Regions from separate parts of the Oryctolagus cuniculus genome. Here region 1 is linked to region 2. A link is a contact called in public Micro-C data. All regions are on one chromosome and are shown on one strand. Each heading gives the region's core, a stretch centred on a gene start, on an enhancer-like site or on the middle of the called end of the contact. The rest is flanking DNA. Distances are from core to core; before and after follow the strand shown.

The links. A called contact is a pair of places that touch in the nucleus more often than the background predicts.
Region 1: a Micro-C map of ear pinna shows a contact between it and region 2, with 5 times the contacts expected there. The contact joins the promoter of SNRPD1 here to the promoter of MIB1 in region 2. A contact is called at or near these places in 2 of 6 Hi-C or Micro-C datasets (ear pinna and an unstated tissue).

The regions. Positions count from the first base shown.
Region 1 is chr10:56,040,271-56,045,768 of mOryCun1.1, reverse strand. It overlaps SNRPD1 (small nuclear ribonucleoprotein D1 polypeptide), which reads left to right and starts at 1,609. Exons shown (of 4, transcript XM_070050401.1): 1 at 1,609-1,759. It overlaps ESCO1 (establishment of sister chromatid cohesion N-acetyltransferase 1), which reads right to left and starts at 1,844. Exons shown (of 12, transcript XM_051852066.2): 1 at 1,665-1,844.
Region 2 is chr10:55,909,504-55,914,456 of mOryCun1.1, reverse strand. MIB1 (MIB E3 ubiquitin protein ligase 1) reads left to right here and starts at 3,324. Exons shown (of 21, transcript XM_002713451.5): 1 at 3,324-3,614. The coding sequence starts at 3,386.

The DNA.
Region 1 (5,498 bases), core at 360-2,859, 130 kb before region 2:
AGAAAAAGAAAAAGAAAAAAAAATCTTGTTCACCACAGATTTTAACACTGACTGAGCAAGGAGAAATGATAGCATATTTTCTTCAGTTAGGAATGATTAAGGTGAGTAAAGCCCTTAAACCAGGGCAAATTCTGTTCAAAGGGCCTTGCTTCCAAAGTCACAGCTGACTTAAGAAGCATGATCTGCTTTCTGGCGACAAGGGGTGACTATTACAGTCCTAGTTTTCTCCTTTCCTCGCATGGTCTAGGACTGAATCTGCAGCTTCCAAAATAACACTTTTAAAGCACTTCTCATTGCCACGTAGGTGGTGAGAATTTTTAAGTTTTTGCAAGTTGAAAAAATTCTACTGGTGTTGGTGCCCTGTAGAGGAGAAACTGATCACAAGACAGGCTGAAAGCAACCTGGACGCTTTCAACTAAAATCCTGCTTGAGCCAGTTTACAAAAAAAAAAAAAAAAAAAAAAGTGGGGGGAGGGCAGCTTATCATTTCACTATGTAGCACTTTGCAGAAAACAAAATGGATTATTTTATAATACTACTCAGATACTGCACGCTGCAATCACTTCCTGCTGAAACTACAGAAAGCACGGTACACAGGACTTCTCCAATCCTCACGCTGTAACTCCTTCCTCCTCCTCCCCCGCCAAACCTCCACCCCCTGGAAAATTCTGTAGCGCCAGGTTTTCCAAACACATCATTTGAAGGGGGGTGGGAGGGACGAACGGCAGAGTCCTCTAAATTTTGCACTTGCCATCCCACTCCGCCTGTGCAAAATAAACCCTCGTTGTAAAATCACCTTATTAAAAGTGACAAAAATCGAGGACTCAATTTCCTTCTGCTCGCACCTCTCCAAGCGCTGTAAAATTGCACTACGGCCCTCAACGCGCCCATTTCTGCTCCACGACAGCCCCACCTGTGCCCAGACCCCAATTGCCAACCCCAATTACTCCATGACCTTGGCCCCGAGCCACCCAAGCTGTAAACACGGGGAGATGCCCACAGCCCCGCGGCGCGCACTGCAGAGGCCTCCGGGCGCGGGCCAGGTCTGCGGGCGGCGGCGGGGGCAGGCGAGCACACCGCAGGAAGCGCGGCTCCGGGGCGAGCGGGGACGCCGGGGGCGGGGACCAGGCCCGGGGCTACCTGCCCCGCGCGGCGCAATGGCTGCACGCCACCTCGGGGGGCTCTGGAAGCCCCCACGGTCCCGAGCGCCTGCGGACACGGCCCCTGAGTAACCCCGACGGCCCAGGCGGCAGCGGCAGGTGATGCCGCGGCCGGCCGGCGAGCGCGCAGGTTAGCGCCTACCTCAGGCGACGGCGTCTCCGAGCCTCCCACCTCCCTCCCCGGGGCACGAGGAGCGGGGACCCCGGCCACGGGAAGAGGCGTGCGAGGCAGCGCGACCCAGAGGGTGGGACAGGAAAGCGAAAGCCGTCCGCTCTCCGCAGCAGCTGGCAAACCCGAGGTGCGGTCGTAAGCGGCGGGGCCGTCAGAGACGCTCGCGTACCTTTCTTTGCCTGGCCCGGGAGTCCAACTGCAGCCGGCAGATCGCCTCACATCCGGGTACCCGGAGACACTCAGCTGCTTCTGCCGCGACCGCCGCCTCCCCGCGGCGCAAACACCAAACTTCCGGCGACGACGGCGACGCCTCGCCCGTCAGATGGGAGTTACCTGTGACCGTCTTGGATGCGCTTGCGCAACGCTCCTCTTCAGCCCTAACCGGCTCAGCTGACGTGCCCAGAAGACGAAGATGGCCGCCACGCTCGGTGCGTGTCACGCAATTTTCACCCTGGCTCGGACGGCTGGGGCGTCGGGGAAAGGCGAGCCAGCGGCCATCCTTAGCGCAGGCGCGGTGGGAGGCCTCGCGTGTGCGCGTCTCCGCGGGTGGGCGCCCGGCGGAGAAGCGGCGGCGCCCCCTAGCGGCGGCCGCTGGTCCTCCCTGCTGTCATTTCCAGGATTAACACCAACAGGCCCCCAGCAATGGCGGAAAATGCCCTGTCGGCTTCGAGTCTTTTTATCTGCGGTGTCTTGTCCAAATGCTTTTTCATCTTCGATATGGGCCCGTGTAAGGAAGGCGCGCTGGGGTATCCGAAACTGAACTCCAGAGCCGCCAAAAAATTCAGGGCGTCACCCCCTCCTCGCGCGCGAGAGCACAAGAGCCTGCAAGAAATGGTAGAATGTGCCACTAGGGTTAGCCGGGGCGGATGTTCAGATAGGGCTTTGGCTCTTTGAAAGCTCGAGATGGAATCCAGGGTTTTGTCACTAGTTCTCACGCTGCTTTTGAATACACTTAAGGTGCTATTCTTTCCACGATTGCAGAATTGTGAGGATGGATGAATTGGTGCTTGTGCCATGCAGGAGAGACGAAGAATGGGTTCTCCCCAACTGCTTCTTTTTTGAAGCCGACTTCCAACCTAAATGTGCTCTCTGTCAAGCCTGGTTTTTTTCTAACATTTTCCACAAAATTGCCGTGAGCAGATTCGTTGAGATTTTATGGCTAGAGTGTTGATGGGTGAGGCCGTTCTTCACTTTACCCTGGGTTGAGTTAACTTGGCAAAGACCTGGTCACCGCCCCGACCTCCACCCCTAGTACCTCATAGTTGTCTAATGGCTAATATGCCAGATGGCTCCAATTGGGAAAAAGTCAGGAGTAAATTGCTAGCCTGCTTAAAGCTAATCATTTGCTTGTGGCTCTGACCCACCAGTTTGCTTTCACCTTTAGAGTATCAGAAATCTATGATTACTTTTCATTGGTTAACCACTTTATCTTTAGTAACTCACTTTCTGGCATAAATACACACAATGGGGATGTACAAGTTTCCAGTCCCATGAAACAGGTCTCTGCTCCTGAGTGACCTGTTCCACCCTATTGTATTAGCCTCCATCAGGAGCATAGGAGTCCTTACAAATGTCCGACACCGTAAGAAGTCATAAGAGTGTTTCAAAAAGGTCGTGCAACAATAAGATGGACAATGAATTTATTTTGAAGCAAAATATTTTTGAAATTCATGCATAGTTTTTTCATAATATATAATTACAATGTACAAGAGTACAAAACCTTTTTTTGTGCATGAGTTTCAAAGTTTTTGCACAAAAATAAACCTATCTTTTTAAGATTTATTTGTTTATTTGGAAGGCAAAAAACAGAGAGGGACAGAAAAAGATCTTTCATCCACTAGTTCACTCCCCAAATGGTCCTAACAGCTAGGTTGGGCCAGGCTGAAGCCAGGAGCCAGGAACTCCATCCTAGTCTCCCAGGTGGGTGGCAGGTACCAAAGTCCTTAAGCCATCTTCCTGTGTCTTCCAGGCACATTAGCAGGGGTCTGGATGGGAAGTAGAGCAGCCAGTACGATACTCCAGTACAGGATGCCAGCATTACAAGTGGTGGCTTAGCCAGCTGTGCCACAACACAGGCCCCAAAATAAACTCATCTTTTTAAAGTCCATTTCCCATGAACTTTTTGAAGTCACTTCATATGCATTTATTTTTGGTACATAAGTAATTTTATGTATAATTCATGTCTGAAACTTACTCTAGGTTTTCTTTTAAAAAACTAAAGTCACTTTCCTAAACATGCTATGAAAGAGTACAAATAGTTTGTGGGAAAAATAAATTTTCTTGAGTATTATCCTTTTGAATATTTTTCATTTCTGATTAATACTAGAGGTCTCAATTTGTAGATAGATTAAATCTTAATTATTCTGTAATACCAAACTTGGCAAAATTTGTTTTTCCTTCTAGAAGTTGGGTTCATTTCATTTCTTTGTGCACTAAAAAATAACCATGATCATCTGAACACATTTCTTCCTTGGCTTAGCTTTCACTCTCCTCCAGAAAAGAGTAAAGAAATTGGATTTTGGGGGGAGGAGGCATTTGTTGCAGTGGTTAGGATGATGCTTGGGACACCCACATCCTGTATCAAGGAGCCTGAGTTCATGTCCTAACCCTGCTTCTGATTCCAGTTTCCTGTTAATGTGCACTGTGGGAGGCAGCAGGTGATGGGTCCAGTAGTTGGATCTCTGCCATCCGTGTGGGAGACCTAATTGAGTTGTGACTCCTCACTTCAGCCTGGCTCAGCCTCAGCTGCTGTGAACACTTAATGAGTGAACCAGTGGATAGAAGATCTCTCACTCTCTTGCTCTCCCTCTCCTCAGATTAACTGAAAATCCTTTTTAAAAAATTTTAAAGCAACTTTTAAAATATTAAAAGAGTTTGGGTTTTGCAAATAATGGTTAATGAGAGACCTACCATTGACCTGATAGAGGAGTATAGCTCACAATTGAAAAAAAGAAAAAGTTTAATTTAGAAGGATTCTGGGAATAGCAAAACAATATTTTTTCTCAGAGAGCCCCTAGATAAGAAGACAGACTTTATGATACTTAGAAAAATAATGCTTAGGGGCCGGTGTCATGGCGCAGTAGGTTAATCCTCTGCCTGCAGTGCCAGCATCCTATATAGGCGCAGGTTCTAGTCCCGGCTACTCCTCTTCCGATCCAGCTCTCTGCTGTGGCGGCCTGGGAAAGTAGTGGAGGATAGCCCAAGTCCTTGGGCCCCTGCACCCATATGGGAGACGAGTAAGAAACACCTGGCTCCTGGCTTCGGATAGGCGCAGCTCCAGCAGTTGCGGCCATTTGGGGAGTGAAACAGTGGAAGGAAGACCTTTATTTCTGTTTCTCCCTCTCACTGTCTATAACTCTACTTCTCAAATAAATAAATAAAATCTTAAAAAAAAGTAATGCTTGATAATGCAAACAAAATATATCTTTTTTTACATTTGAAAATGACTGAAATCCAGCTAACACTTAACACAAGCAACACTTTTTTTAAAAAAATTATTTATTTGAAAGGCAGAGTTACAGAGAGGCAGAGAGAGAGGTCTTGCATCCTGGTGGTTCACTCCCCAAGTGGCTGCAATGGCCGGAGCTGCGCTGATCCAAAGCCAGGAGCCAGGAGCTTCCTCCAGGTCTCCCACGTGGGTGCAAGGGCCCAAGGACATGGGCCATCTTCTGCTGCTTTTCCAGGCCACAGCAGAGAGCTGGATTGAAAGTGGAGCAGCGGGAACTCAATCCAGTGCCCATATGGGATGCCAGCACTGCAGGTGGCAGCTTTACCCGCTATACCACAACACCAGCCCCTTCACAAATAATTTATTTGGAAGAAACATGCAAAGCACTATTCCAGAGGCTGGGGCTGTGCAGTGAACAGAACAGGCTTCACTCTCTGCTTGCAGATATTTTACACTCCCATGCCCTACAATGAGCAAATAAATGCTAAGAAGGAAACAGACATGCAAATAACTAACTGAGAGTTTGGGGGCCAGCACAAGAACACATGCAGAGGTTCTGTAACAGTCTGCCTGCTCCATTTGTTTCTCAGAAGGTGTTGCAGGACAGCTAGTCTTGAAGTTGTACTCAGAAGCAGCCAGACCTCCACTAACAAGGGAAGCTACAAGAAACTAGTCTCAGATTTTTGAGCCAACAATTTATAAAGATGTGTGTTCGTTGA
Region 2 (4,953 bases), core at 2,075-4,574:
GCACATTAGCAGGGAGCTGGATTGGAAGTAGAGCAGCTGGGATTTGAACTAGTCCCTACATGGGATGCTACTGTCGTAAACTGTGGTTTAACCTGCTAAGTCACGACACCTGCCCCATTTCTCTCTCTTCTAAGGACACTAGTGATGGACTTAAGTCCACTCTACCTTAGTATGAACTCATCTTAACTTGATCACATCTGTAAGATCCCATTTCCAAATAACATCACATTCACAGGTACCAGGGATTAAGACTTCAATGTGTATTTTTTGGCAATACAAGTCAACCTGAAAAGCTATGTATATAAAACCAATTATTTTCCTTCTTTCCCTTTCCTCCTGTTTTAGATAAGGACTGTTGGTGGTTATTTGAGATTTCTTTCTTTTTCTGTTAGTTTTATTGGTGATTGTTAACTTTACAACGTAGCTTACTGAATACCCAGGTAGGCTTGTGACTGAATTGGAAGTGGAGTTAATATGTCCAGTTAGAGATAAGGTAATGGATACAACTTCATGCCTTCTCCTCTAGGTGCAGAGAGGGAGGTGGGTGTGAAGGAAAGCAAGATGGCTGCATCTCATCAGGAACGTGAATTATGGTATAAAGGTGAAAATGGCACTTCTCTTGGAAAGATTAGACTGTTCCTGTTCTATGTGGGAGGCTGCTGGGAGGCTGCCTGCAGAGAGGAGAAGCCATTTTTTGTTTCCCGCTTCTGGTGAACCCAGAAGCTTCTGGGTTCCTACACAGGAGGGCAGTTCCAACAGCTGCAGGGTCAGGGTGTGCCCTGCATTGTAGAGGTCTGACTTCAGCAGTGGCCACGACAACGGTAGGTGACTCTGGGCTCCCAGTCTCAGCATCAGTGTCAAGGTGGGCTCCCAGCTTTCAGCTTAATAGCAGCAGTTCCAGAATCAGTGGGTGTTGCTCCAGGAGCAGTGATGCAGTGATTACTCAAACTAGGAAACAGCACATTCTCTTTTGTTCCCCCAGTCCTCGGGGGTGGGGATGTTTTCTCTTGGCTTCTGCAGCCTTTCAACAGTTTGGCAAATAATTTTCTGTGCTAAATGTCTTGTCTTTGAATACTTAGTGATGTAGGCATTCCTAAATAGACATTGACTGATACATAAGTTCTTGATCATTGAGCTACCTTTGCATCTGGTATAGTGGTTAAGATGCTGCTTGGGATAGATGCATTCCACATCTGAATACCTGGGTCGCTGTTTCAGCTCACTTCCTGTTTCTGTCTTTCTGCTCATGCAGATCCTGGGAGGCAGCAGTGATGGTCAAATAGTTGGGTCCCTGCCACCCACATGGGGGAACCAGAATGAATTCTCAGCTCCTGACTGTGGCTGGCCCAACCAAAGGTGTTACTGACATTTAAAGAGTAAACCAGTAGATATGTGATCTCTTTCTTTGTATCTCTCTCTCTCTCTCTGCCTTTCAAATAAAGAAACTAAATTTAAAAAATGGACTCTAGATGATGGAATGTAAGTGATATGTGCCATTTTAAGGCCAAGACTTCAGAGAAATGGGTATGGTCCCTCAATACTCTCCTCTTTCTTTAGCTAGACATATGTTAGGGGATGCCAAACAGCACAAGCCGCTGAATCACCATGAGATGAATATTAGCCTATTATAAAATTGGTAAATACAATTAAATTGTATCTGAGTCTTTAATATGTTTTGGGAGCTATCTGTTATAGAAGATAGTGTTACTCTAATAAAGTTGCTCTCTAAATTTATTATATATTTTTGTTTTCTAAAAAGCAGCCAGAAATTCACCCACTATCAAATTGTAGGTGAACAGAAAAACCACTTAATTTCTGTGGCAATCATTTTTTTTTAAATCGTATTTGTGTTTGAAGCAAAAGTCTTGAAAGTTTTAAATGTTCCTAAACAAATAGGCTGTGAGGAAAAGCAACAGTTTACGCTAACGATGCATCTGTGCTAGGCCAGGGGAAACTGGTTTTAAATCCTTCACAGCACAATGTCATTTAAGTAAGAGTAACCAGAAAACACTGTAAGACACCTCTTCCTTCCAGGGTTGTATTTTCCATTTAGGGACTGAATTATATCGTAGGTGGGAGTTGTTATTAATGGGCAAGGTGTGGAGTCTACCTATCACCATGACTCCGGACAAAAGGAAGATAAACCGCTCAAAAGGCTTCTCAACATTCAATACCATTCTGCTTAGCCAAAACCTGTGCCATTATTCACTCACTCGCGTTTGAAATGGTTTCGCCTTACATACAGATTGTGCTCAATCTGTGCTAAAATCGGTCCTATTCCTGCCCCCGTTAAAAGATGACACAAACAATATGGAATCGCAAATTCACTTAGAACACCTAGGAACAACAGAACGTAGTGAAAGACTAACCGCACTACAGCGGCTGCTTCGCGCAGCTCGGCTCGTATCCGCATCCTCACTTCCTCCAGCCCACCTCCAGGCAGGCCCCGCCCCCTTCCTCACAGCCAATGGGACGCGCGGCGCCATGGAGAGACAACGCCCCCCCAGGACCCCCCCCCTTCACCGCCTCAGGCTGGGGTTGGGCTTCCAACCCCTCCACGGTGTTCCCGAAGGCGCGCATGCGCACTCTCATTGGGCCCTGGAAAGACGCTTAGGAATCGGTTTTCGTCTCCTTTCTTTCCCAGATCGCACGACTCTGCGAAACCCTTCCCACCTTATTATTGCTGAGGATCCCCCACCTCCCCACAGTCACTCAGAGAAGGTGCTGCTCCGGCCTTGGCTGCGGCAGTACCCGGATGTGGAGCCGCTCTCGCCCGGCGGGGACTCTGTGGCGGGGCGGAGCGCGGCGGCGTGCGCGGGGGCAGAGAGAAGGAGGCCCCTGGGCCCGGGCGCTGGCCGGACGCCGGGAGGTACCACCGCTGCCCACGGGGGAGGAGTCGGCGCCGGCGCTCGGGCGCCCACCCCGGAGCGAGGGGCCGGGGGAGGATAGAGGCCGGCAGTTCGGCTTGCTCCCCGCTGTCCTCGCCGTCCCCCCTGGGCCAGCCTCCCCCGGCCCTCTGCGCTCCCCGCGCTCCCGGCCGGGGGAGAGCGAGGTTTCTTGGCGGCCGTCGCTGTAGCCCGGCCGGGGAGCCCGGAGGAAGCGAGAGAGTCCCCGCCCACGGCCCCCTCCTCACTGCCCCTTAGCCGCCGCCGCCCGTGAGCCGCCGCGGGCGGGCCTCCAGTCCGAGCGGGGGGCGCGGCGGCGGCGGCTGGGCAGCGGCTGTGGGCTCCGCAGGGACCGCGCCGCCGCCCCCGTGAGTTACTCCCACGTCCCCCGGGGCTCGCTGCCGCCCCCGCCGGCGCCGAGAGTCCGGCCTGGGCCCAACTCCCTCACGGGCCCCCCGGCGGCGGCAGCGGCAGCGGCGGAGCCCACCGCCCGGGCCCCGATGAGTAACTCCCGGAACAACCGGGTGATGGTGGAAGGCGTCGGGGCCCGGGTAGTGCGCGGCCCGGACTGGAAGTGGGGGAAGCAGGACGGCGGCGAGGGCCATGTGGGCACCGTCCGGAGCTTCGAGAGCCCGGAGGAGGTGGTGGTGGTGTGGGACAACGGCACCGCCGCCAACTATCGCTGCTCCGGGGCCTACGACCTGCGCATCCTGGACAGCGCGCCCACCGGTAAGCCGCGGCCGCCTGGCCTGGGCCTGCGCGCGCCGGGGAAGGGGCGAGGCTGCGGTGGGCGTCGGGGCCCCCTGGGACGGGCCGGTGGTGGGACGCTTCACCCGCAGAGCCTGGCTGGAGTGAGCGAGAGGGCAAGGGCCAAAAGGGGATTTTAGCTTTCGTACTGGCGAACAGAAACTTGCAGAAAAAGGACCCCCGTGTTCCCAAGGGAGATGATCGAAGCACCAGCACCAGGATGCTTTCAAGCCTGGAAGACACAAAGCGCCCGGGAGGACAACAGATTCAGTCCCTCTTCCTCTCCTCTAGGGGAGGGGGCCTGTCTAAAAAGCCATTGAAATTAATCAGCCACCAAGTGATAACTATCCAAACGGACGCTTGCCTTGCCATATGGTGCTTAGCTACCGAGGGGCCCTAGTACCTTAGATCTGTAGAGATACTTGTAATTTTTTTTTTTTTTTTTTTTTTTTTTTTTGCTGCCTGTGGTACAGAATGACTTGGAAATCAATAACTGAATGCTACTTAACATTCTGTGCAATTATTTTAATTCTGAATTGTTTATTTTTATATATTTAATATCAGTAGAGAAGTCTGAGTTCTTGAGCCATTTCTTTGTGTGACTTCTTCCAAGTGGAAGACAAGTATAGAGGCCACCTGGTACTCTTTTTGTTAACATCTCCTCTCAGTATGATAATGTCAAAGTCTTGTCCATTCAGCCAGGAATGAATCAGGGTTCTTGATTAAGATTCGCTGAGGGTGTGTTTGTCATTTACTCGGGAATTTTTTAATATGGTAGACTAAAGGCTTATTTTAAGAGGGAGGGAGGGAGGGAGAGAGAGAAAGAGAAAATCTGAGAGAGAGAGAGAGAGAAAGAGAAAATCTCCTGAGAGAGAGAGAAAGAGAGAGAAAGAAAGAGAAAATCTCCTATCTGCTGGTTCATTCCCTGAATGCTGGCAATAGTCAAGGATGAGGCAGCCTAGAATTCAGTCCAAACTGGGTCTCCTGCGTGTGTGGCAGGGACCTCAACCACTTGAGCCATCACCAGCTGCTTCCCAGGATGCACATTAGCAGGAATCTGGAATCTGGAACTGAGTTGGGTGGGATTCAAACCCAGGCACTCTATTTTGCACTCCCAAGTGATGTTTGACTGCTATTCCATGTGCTTGCCCCTCTAATTTAATTTGACCATTTTCACATAGATTCATCCTTGCAATTGTGTTTAGTAGAAAATGGTTCAAATTCTGGATACTTTTCAGAATTCCTAAATGAGCTGCTTCTGAGACATGATTCTTGAAAACTTTTTATTTCTTTTTTTTTTTTTATATGAAAAGCAGAGTAA